Regions from separate parts of the Sus scrofa genome. Here regions 1 and 2 are each linked to region 3. The links are chromatin contacts, called in public HiChIP or PLAC-seq maps. All regions are on one chromosome and are shown on one strand. The core of a region is the stretch at or near the end of the contact, and the rest is flanking DNA. Distances in the headings are between cores, read along the strand shown.

Region 1 (3,313 bases), core at 721-3,220, 320 kb after region 3:
AATTCTGCGATTCTTCCAGAGTCTAGAACAAGCACCCTGCAATGTGAAAAGAATCCAGTCAGGTAACCTATAATCAGTGTTTCAGTTCACCCTTCTTGTTCTTGCTATAGTAAAATTTAAATTATTTGTGTGAGTTATGTCAGTACAAAATAAAGGTGATTTTTGACTCAGGAAATACATCAAGTTTTCTACTATTCCTTTAGCATTAACATATTCCTCTAGTTACTTTGGAAAGTTTCTTCTATGCTATTAGAGGAAATTTTGTGCCTCTCAGCACAGATAAAATCCTTTATTGGTGGTAAGTAATTAGTGTGTTTTGTATGCTCAATAGCTGCCTCTGTATAAACTGTTTTATTTCTGAAAAACAATAAAAAGCATACCTGTCTGAATCAATGACAGAATGAAGTCTGTGAGCAATAGTCAGAATGGTGCAATCAGAAAACTCCTTCCTGATTGTGGTCTGCACCAAGCTGTCTGTCTCAAAATCAATGGAGGCTGTTGCCTCATCCAAGATGAGAATTTTTGCTTTTCGCAACAATGCACGAGCAAGACAGATGAGCTGTCGTTGTCCAACACTGTTTAAAAAAACAGTAAAATAATTTCAACAGTGGCATTTATGGTCACACACTTTCTGTCCTAAAATTCTGATTATATGTTATTCTCTTCCTATTTCACCCATTCATTATCTCTCTCTCTCTCTTTTTTTTTTTTTTTTGTCTTTGCTATTTCTTGGGCTGCTCCCGCGGCATATGGAGGTTCCCAGGCTAGGGGTCCAATCAGAGCTGTAGCCACTGGCCTACGCCAGAGCCACAGCAACGCCAGATCTGAGCAGCGTCTGCAACCTACACCACAGCTCACGGCAACGCCAGATCGTTAACCCACTGAGCAAGGGCAGGGACCAAACCCGCAACCTCATAGTTCCTAGTCGGATCCGTTAACCACTGCGCCACGACGGGAACTTCCATTATCTCTTTTCTTTAAGAAATATTCACTGAGTGGGAGTTCCCAGCATGGTTTAGCGGTTATGAACCCCACTAGTATCCATGAGGAGGCAGGTTTGATCCCTGGCCTTGCTCAGTGGGTTAAGGATCCAGCATTGCTGTGAACTGTGGTGTGGGTCCCACACTTGGCTCGGATCTTGCATTGCTATGGCTGTGGCGTAGACTGTCAGCTGCAGCCCCAATTCAACCCCTAGCCTGGGAATTTCCATATGGTGCAGGTGAGGCCCTAAAAGCCACATAAAATTCAGTGAGTGATTCCTATATGCCAGACTCTGGTCCAAGTTTTGCAAATACAGCAATGAATTAAACAGATAAAAGTCTGTCTATGTGGAGTTTACATGGGGAAACAAAAAATAAACAAGATAAGTGAGCAAAATACATAGTAATGAGAAGAATTCAAACATACAGAAAAGGAGGGTAGAAGTGTGGGTATGGGGTGGATATTTTAGATGGGTGTGCCAAAATATCCGCACTGAGAAGATGCCCTTTTTTGGCTCTTTTTACGGCCACACCTGCAACATATGGAAGTTCCTGGGCCAAGGGTCAAATTGGAGCTGCAGCTGCAGGCCTATTCCCCAGTCACAGCAACACCGGATCTGAGTCACATCTGTGACCTATGCCACAGCTTTGGGCAATACCGGATCCGAAACCCACTGAATGAGGCCAGGGATCAAAGCTGCATCTTCCTGGAGACCATGTATTAATCTTCTGAGTCACAGAGGGAACTCTGAGAAAATGCCCTTTAAATCAAGACCTGAAGAAAGTGGAGAGTGAGTCATGTAGATTTTCAATGGGAACTTGTTCCCGGCAAAGTGAATGGCAAGTATAAAATTCCTGCGGCAGGCAGAAACTGGCCTGGCATATTCATGAAAGAGTAGGAAAGTCAAGGTGACAGAAAGAGAGGGGGGGAGCAGGAGAGTAACAAAGAGGCTGAGTCATTCAGTGTAGGCTTAAGAGTATCCACCAGACTTTCCTTACCACATAAAGGAACTGTCCTAAAAGACATTAAACAGCTGTGAAGAAAAGGCAGCTCCTTATAACATTATTTTTAGAAAGAAAGCTATTAGGAGTCTTTGCAAAAGAAGTTTCAATTAAATAGTGACATTTCACACTGCATTGTTCCTTTGTTTTCCCTTTGTTCCCAGCCAGTGGCTACCATTCTATTTATTCCTTTTCTTGATCCCCTAGAGGAAATCAGCAGTGGTGCATTTTGAAAGACCAAACCAAATCCATGGTAGCTCTGGAGTGACTTCCCTCTGAGGCAAACTTGCTTCTAAAAAGCCTGGAAAGAATAACCTGGCAAGCTCTGTTCTTTGCAGCTTACCTGAGGTTTTCCCCACCCTCTGAAATCTCATGCAGCAGCTTCTTCGGAAGGGACTGTACAAACTCTTTTAAATGACACAGCTCCAGCACCTCCCACAGCTCGCCATCAGAATACTTGTCTAGGGGGTCCAGGTTCATTTGAAGCGTTCCAGAAAACAAAACCGGATCCTAGAGAATAACACAGTTACCAGTAACCTTACTGTCGCATGAGGCATACATACATTAAACGAGGAAAAACAAAATGATCAAAACTAAATAGTTATCAAATTCATTTTATACTGAAACCAATAGTAAGGAGAATCAGAATAAGCTACAAGTTAGATTAAATCATATAAACTCCCTCATTCTTCCTCCTCCTCTTATTAATAATGTCAATAACAACCTCAATAATAATGATGGTGATAGTAGCCATTTAGTCAGGGGATATGAAATAATGCAGAAAATAACCAAATAAATGCCATCTATACTATACACATAATATTATCAATCAGAACACCAACCCAGAAAGATAGGAGTCAGTATCTCCATTTGACAGATAGTGACCTGAAGGTTTCAAAAAAACTCTTGTTCAAGGACACACTGAAGGTAAGTGCTCAAGGAGATTTCAAAGAGGACAAGTCCATGCTCTTTTCAATACAACCAACATGCCTAGTGAAACTATTTTACTACACCTGTTTTGATTTATAAGTGAAGAACTGTTTCTTCTCTCCACTAAAATTTTTCCCTGCTAGAATTTCAGATTTTACGCAAATTTGTTTTGAAGTAAATTCACAAATTCAAGTATATATTTAAACAATATGACGAAGATCATAGTATTTTAAAATATTTTTAGAAAAAAAAAGATATTTCAGAAATGCTCAGCTTAAATCTCTCAAACTCAAATGAATAAGTCATCCTTGACTAGAGAGGCATATCATTCAGCCAATTTGCCTACTTGTTAATGACCAAATTCTTTTGATGCCACAGATGGAAAAATCAAAGGACTTGAG
Region 2 (3,161 bases), core at 417-2,916, 400 kb after region 3:
TCAGATGTGGCACTAAAAAGCAAAAAAAAAAAAAAAAAAGTCTCAGCAATGAAATGTAATCACACAAGGTTTTCAACATGCTTTGAAGCCATCAGCTTTAAAAAAAAAAAAAAAAAAAAAACTTGCATCACAGAAGTAACAAATAGAAAATGTGATTAAAACAAGTGTGTTCAGTCTTGTATCAATAACTTATTCATTCATAAAGCTATCCAGATTGAGTAATAGTCAAGGAAATAAACACTGCTGGAGTCTTGTTGGAAGAGCCCACTGAAATTTTGGGTGAGGGAATTGTTTGGGTTTAGCAATTTCTTACCCTGTAAATTTGTAATTCATTGCCTTTGGCCACCTCTGCAGTTAGACTAATGATGTTAAACCAATTTCCCTGATTAAGTCTACAGTAAAGTGAAAAGGGGACTTATTCAATACTTATATTTTATAGATTTAAAAAAGTGCTTTACATATTATTTGTTTTACCTTGATAGAAATTTATAGTTTCTTTTTTCAATAAATTATTAATGTATAGTTGATTTCGAATATTGTGTCAATTTCTGCTGTACAACAAAGTGACCCAGTCATACATACACATACATTCTTTTTCTCATATAGTGTCATTTTTATATGTAATCAGAAGAATGGCTGTCATATTTATTTGACGCTTGTACTTATTAACAAAAGCCAGGATTTGAAAGGTTCTGTCCCCTGAATGTGAAATCCTTTTTAAAAATTTTTCTTTTTAGAACTACAGAACCCACATGTGCTAAGGGCTATTTCTAAGGTCTATTTCTAAGATCCTGTCTTGCATAGTGGTGAGAAATAAAACAAATTGAGTTTTTATTAGGGAAATCACTCCAGATATGCTACACAACTGCAGGGTTCCTTTCCTTAGCACATGACTTCTATCGTGGAGGAAGCACGTGTTGTGGGAGGAGAGGGGAGTGGCAGATCAAGGTACAGATAAGGTCTGCAGTTTCTGGATTTTCCGGAGGCCTCAGTGTCCCTGTACTCTGTCAGTTGACACACAGTTTATTTATCCCGAATCTCTCCTGGGGTTTTAATGGGCTCTACTGATGGTAAATTTCCATTCTGACCTCTACTCCTTCAGTCAAAGTCAAATCCATTCATTCTTTTCTCAAATGTGTGTTTCTGGTAACAGGGGAGTCACCTAATCCCTTCAAAAATGCCTCTTTGCTTAGGCAGCCACCTCCACTGAGATAGTGAAGGTTTAAGTTTCACACCATCCTCCTGAGCGTGTGTGTGTCTGATTTACTAGGAAAACAAAGATCTAAGACATCAATTCACGTTTCCAGATCTCAACAGTTAGCTCTCCCCACTTTCCTTTTTCCCTCAGACCAGCCAGAAAACCGCCCCGCTTTTTCCCACCCTGCTCCACCCCGAGCTTTACCTGCGTCCAGGAGCCTTGGGGGACCCGCTGGTAGGAGCCGCTAGCGCCCCATCTCCACAGGCTGGAAAACATGGCCCGCGGGGATTCTTGGCGACGGCGACAGCGACGGCTAAGGGAAGCGGAGAGAGGTGCTGCGGCTGTCACCTCTCTTGGCAGGGGACCGTCAGTCCCGCCGGAGCCTGGAAGGTGGAAGGAAGGGAGCACTCAGCCGGGCGTGTCAGCTGTCGCCCTGCCCTCTACCAGCACTTCCTGCCAGCGCCCTGAGCTGCGAGTTGGGGCAGGAAGGGAGGAAGGCGGGGGCTGAGAAGAAATGAGACCTTCGGTGGAGTCCAAAGATCTCTGCTTTTTGAGAAGTTTGCACTTGACTCAGTAGCTCCAGATTTCTCAATTTCCAGGGTTACTTTAGAAAACGTACCCCTTGTCTATAGAAGAGCAAACTCTTTTCCCCTTGGGATGTCATTTATTTATTTGCAAACAGAAGGTAAACAGCTGTCCCCTACAGAAAACTGTTAAGGACAACAAGTGTCAGTAGAATTTTACAGAAATTTTATTGCAAGGGGCTTTAAAATTAGAACGTTAATGGAATGCTTCCCTAAGTATTAGAAAACAGTAACAGTATATAGAATCTAAATTTTACTCTCCAAACTAATCATAAAGCTATGTAATAAGTGGAAACACATTGTAGTAACTAAGAGTAGCAAAGAACTAAATAAAATATGTGCCATACAAAGGGGGGTATGAAAATTAAGGATGACATTTTGCCTTTTAATAAATATTGATGGATCATAGACCTTGTATAAAGAAATGTTGGTGTGTGCAAATAATCATTTTCCATGGGATGTGTCATTGGTCTGATGAAGTACTTTGTTTCAATTGACTTAGAAATTGAAATAACAGAAGGAGGAGTAATTGTAAGAATTCTGTGTAGTGGGGATAAGGATAAGTCAACGTGATGATTTTACAAGGATGGGTATTGTGTTTCAGGACCAAGGAACATTCTGTCTGCTTCTTGAAATCAATGCTAGAGGTAGGCAGAAAAAATTAAATATTTAATACAAGGAAAAGCCAGTATCCTAAAGAAAGGGGCTCAAAGATGGTACTTAGGGGGAGTTTTGGTCTGCCCACAGAACAGGTCAAACTGAGAAATCCAAATATGTCTACACAGGGATTAAACCAAATGATACCTCATGGAATTAAAATACTGGGGAATGTTTAGAAACACAATTTATTTGACTCTCTTCAAACCATATTTGTCTGGCCCTATGCAAAACGGAAGTTGTAGTTTTCATTTTAAAGTAAATAAGACTGAAGAACTGAGGTCATAGTTCAAAACTTAGACATTTTGTCTCACTTCTTCCAGAATTTTTCACAAATTCACAGGCCGAAATAGGGACATGATCAATTCAGCAGCCTCTCCTTGAGGGGCCCTTTCCCCATCTGTATTTTTAAACTCTTCCCTCTGGATTCTACACAGAAAAGACAATGTCATCTTATACATTTAGTTCCTGCTTTTTCACATATAAGGAGAGAAGAAACTTGAACCTGTACCATGTGGGGTCGGGGGGGGGGGGGGTGGGGGACGAGGACCTAAACATAGCTCAGGCTCCAAACTCAAGGAAGTTTTCCTTCCTCCCTCCCTTTGGTTAGTCTCCTCAGGAAAGGGTGGTTCTAGCAACTGGAAACAGATTTCCAAGAACACCCAGCTCTAAAAAGGTGTCATTACCTCCCTGATTGGTGAAGAAAGAGAAATCCCTAAGGT
Region 3 (3,059 bases), core at 299-2,798:
AGGTGATCAGAGGTCAACTTCTCTGGAAACCTCACTTTGTAGGGACTCCCCAGGAGATGGTTCCAAGATGCATCAGCAGAGAGCCCATAGAAACTGAGACGCCATAGGCCCCATCAGGTGAACCAGGGATTTGTAATGTCTTTCACTTCACTTTATACCCAGTCTCAGTGTAGAAAGGGTGAAGTGCATACAAAAATGGAAATTTGGCACTTTAATCTGTGATGGGGAATTTGAGATTTTCATGGCATTCCAATGCCTAATATATTTAAATTGGAAATTAACAAAGAATGACTTGAGAAAAAGAAGTCTTTGAAATGTTCAAAAATAATTTTTTAGATTTTCCTAGATGTCGTTCATGTTGATTTTAATGTCTATTTCATATATATACTATTTTTATTTAAATCATGTCTATAATTCTAATTAACCTTTAGATTTTCAATTAAAATGGAGTGAAGATGATCATTTTCAATGAATATCTAAAATATAATGAAGTTTTTTGAATATTTTACAGATTAAGAATTATAGATTTTTTGTCTTCAGTAATTTAATATTCTACTATGCTTTATTTAACTTAGTGATGTCAGAATTCTTTTTCACTTTGACTCTAATAAGTATTAAAAGTCTTTAAGCCCTAAGATGATACTAGTGACAACAGTAATAAGCAGTTAATTTTGTATGAAATGCTTGACCTAGTTTGTAGATATATGTACAAAAATAAATTACAGGAGTAAACTATGAATACTCCTAGCTATTCAAGAGGTATCAAACACTCTGTAAATTTAAATATTCTTATTATTTATTTGAAAAAAGAATACAGCTTTTTGTTAACAAAGGACCAATAAATCTAAATATTAGGCCATATGAATCCACAAAATGAAGTCAACTGATAGGTAGAGCCCATTTCTTTTCTTTAAAATTTTTTTCTTTTTTCTTTTTTTTTTTCTTTTTACATTCACACCTGAAGCATATGGAAGTTGCCCAGCCAGAGACTGAATCTGAGCTGCAGCTGGGGCCTAGGCAACATTGGCTCCAAGCCACATCTGCAACCTATACAGCAACTTAAGCCAAAGCAGATCCTTAACCCACCGAGCAAGGCCATGGATCAAGACCCACATGTGCACAGAGACACCATCAGGGCCTTAACCAGCCAACCCACAACCAGAATTCCCATCTCTTATTTATACACCCTCTTTACCTATTTAGCTTCTAATCATCCTTCAGGTTTTTAGTTTAGCTATTAAACTTCTTCCCATTCCTTGCTTATCCCTCGCAGAATACTTCTCATCTTCAGTTGTAACTGCAGCTTCAGAACACCTTTAAAAGGAAATATACCTTGTTTACTACTGTATCTCTGGGCCTCCTACAGGCCATGGTAATTGTTGCTATTTAAATAGTTATTGGGTAATTAGGACATTTCAGCTTTTCTGACAGATGGTAAACTTCTTGAGGACAGGTATTCCATTCCTAGGACTGAGCACCTCATAAGAGGCACTGCCTAAATATTCTGGAAATAATGAAAAAATATGAGGGAAAGTCAACAGTGGCATCCCCCAGGGGGTGCTAAAGCCCTAAGTCTTGTTTACTTATGCCTTCAACCAGAGTAAAATCGTTCTAGACTGTTTCAGCTTAAGTAAACAAACATTTATTGAGTGTTTTGGGTTTCCTTAGAATTGCAAAGATAACCAAGCCTCAGTTCTTGCTCTAGAGAATTTTAGAAGCTAGTATAGCAACTCGTTCAGCAGAAAGACTATGTCAAGAGTGTAGACTTAAGACAAAGCATCTGGTCTTTTAGACACAGTAACTTCAGGGATACTTCACTTCAAGGGTGTTACAACTGCCCCAATCCCCCCACAGACTGCCTTGGAACATTTGCAATCATACCTTGGGATCTGGGATTCTCTCCTTATTAAGAATTCTGCTGAAGCTTGGGACATTTTCCCACCAAAGAACAGCTTGAGTTTATGTAAAAGCCAAAAGCTCTCTGGAAGCAACTTTCTATTCCTTCCTAGATGCTTTCATGATTGGCCAGAACTAAATGGCATAAAAGTCCCATCCTTCTTAATCCTCTAAGACAAGTTATATGTCATTTGATGTTCAGTAGATGCATTTGAATTAATAGTCACAGGCATTTGGCCATATGCCTAGAAATTTGGGCACAACCAGAGGTGCTTGTGGGGAAAATGACCTCTCCCTGGCCATGGCTTCTAATTGCAAATGTCTGCAATAACATAATCTGAACATAGGTCAAGGCACTGCTGGGTGAAGTGTTTCATAGGACAAATGGATATTTTTGTTTTTCCTGGCAGTGATCAAAGCCTTGGAGTTGTACCTAACTAGAAAGTATGATTTTTGAGGGACTAAGCCTTGTGTTTATCACTTAAAAAACCACACACATATCACTTGTGCCCTAAAACTGAGTTGGAATCTGTAATTTTTCTGGGCAAGAAACTAGACTGCCAACTTATTTTAACTGCTAGAAACTTTACAACAGAGTTCTCTTTTTTAAATGTTAAATTTGGAATTAGATCAGTAGAGTGGTAATTCTGAGTAGGAATTGCTTGGCAAACTCTCTTGTGTCTCACGGAAAATTTGTATCTTAATATTAGCTTTTGGCTAATGTATATTCTATGAGTAAGCTATAAGCTCTCTTTTAGTAAGGACCCCTACCGAAAGGTAGAAATGGCCAGGGGAGGGTCCAATTTTTATGTACTCCTTAGCTGCTATATGCAATATAACCTGGAGAGATCAAGTAATAAAAGATTAGGAAAGAGGAAGAGGTTAATACATAATGTTACCTTCTGCAAGAAACAGGATATCTTGCCTTTTTAAAAAAATCATGCAAAGCACCAACACAGGTGTTTCTAAATAATGGCTAGTTCAACAAAGGAAGTGTTCTTTTAATAGCGAGAGCCATATTTTTGTGTTATGCTGGCTCACCACACATTTAAAATTGACATACATTGGAGCACTTCAAATTTATATCTTCATTTCAGCCATTCATTTAGTAGGTCAAATCATCATTATATTTCACCAGTATGGTGGATTTTAATTCATTTAAC

What was found. HiChIP or PLAC-seq counts read pairs in DNA pulled down with a chosen protein or histone mark.
Region 1: an H3K27ac HiChIP or PLAC-seq map of alveolar macrophages shows a contact between it and region 3. The contact joins two enhancer-like sites. A contact is called at or near these places in 1 of 47 Hi-C or Micro-C datasets (alveolar macrophages) and 1 of 2 datasets of contacts at active chromatin or transcription factors (alveolar macrophages).
Region 2: an H3K27ac HiChIP or PLAC-seq map of alveolar macrophages shows a contact between it and region 3. The contact joins the promoter of LOC100152428 here to the enhancer-like site in region 3. A contact is called at or near these places in 4 of 47 Hi-C or Micro-C datasets (embryonic fibroblasts, epiblast stem cells, omental adipose tissue and 1 more) and 2 of 2 datasets of contacts at active chromatin or transcription factors (alveolar macrophages and skeletal muscle).

The regions. Positions count from the first base shown.
Region 1 is chr13:179,303,703-179,307,015 of Sscrofa11.1, reverse strand. LOC100152428 (multidrug resistance-associated protein 1) reads right to left here. Exons shown (of 28, transcript XM_005670294.3): 26 at 2,326-2,492; 27 at 381-575; 28 at 1-36. Among named protein-coding and RNA genes, the nearest start is that of HSPA13, 16 kb to the left of the region's middle. Within about 2 kb of position 1,970, at least 9 of the 83 cell types and tissues checked have an H3K27ac peak or open chromatin away from gene starts, as enhancers often do. A contact at or near this core is called in alveolar macrophages, where this site is marked.
Region 2 is chr13:179,223,865-179,227,025 of Sscrofa11.1, reverse strand. LOC100152428 (multidrug resistance-associated protein 1) reads right to left here and starts at 1,666. Exons shown (of 28, transcript XM_005670294.3): 1 at 1,403-1,666. The coding sequence starts at 1,474.
Region 3 is chr13:179,619,375-179,622,433 of Sscrofa11.1, reverse strand. No RefSeq gene overlaps it. Among named protein-coding and RNA genes, the nearest start is that of SAMSN1, 110 kb to the right of the region's middle. Within about 2 kb of position 1,548, at least 5 of the 83 cell types and tissues checked have an H3K27ac peak or open chromatin away from gene starts, as enhancers often do. A contact at or near this core is called in alveolar macrophages, where this site is marked.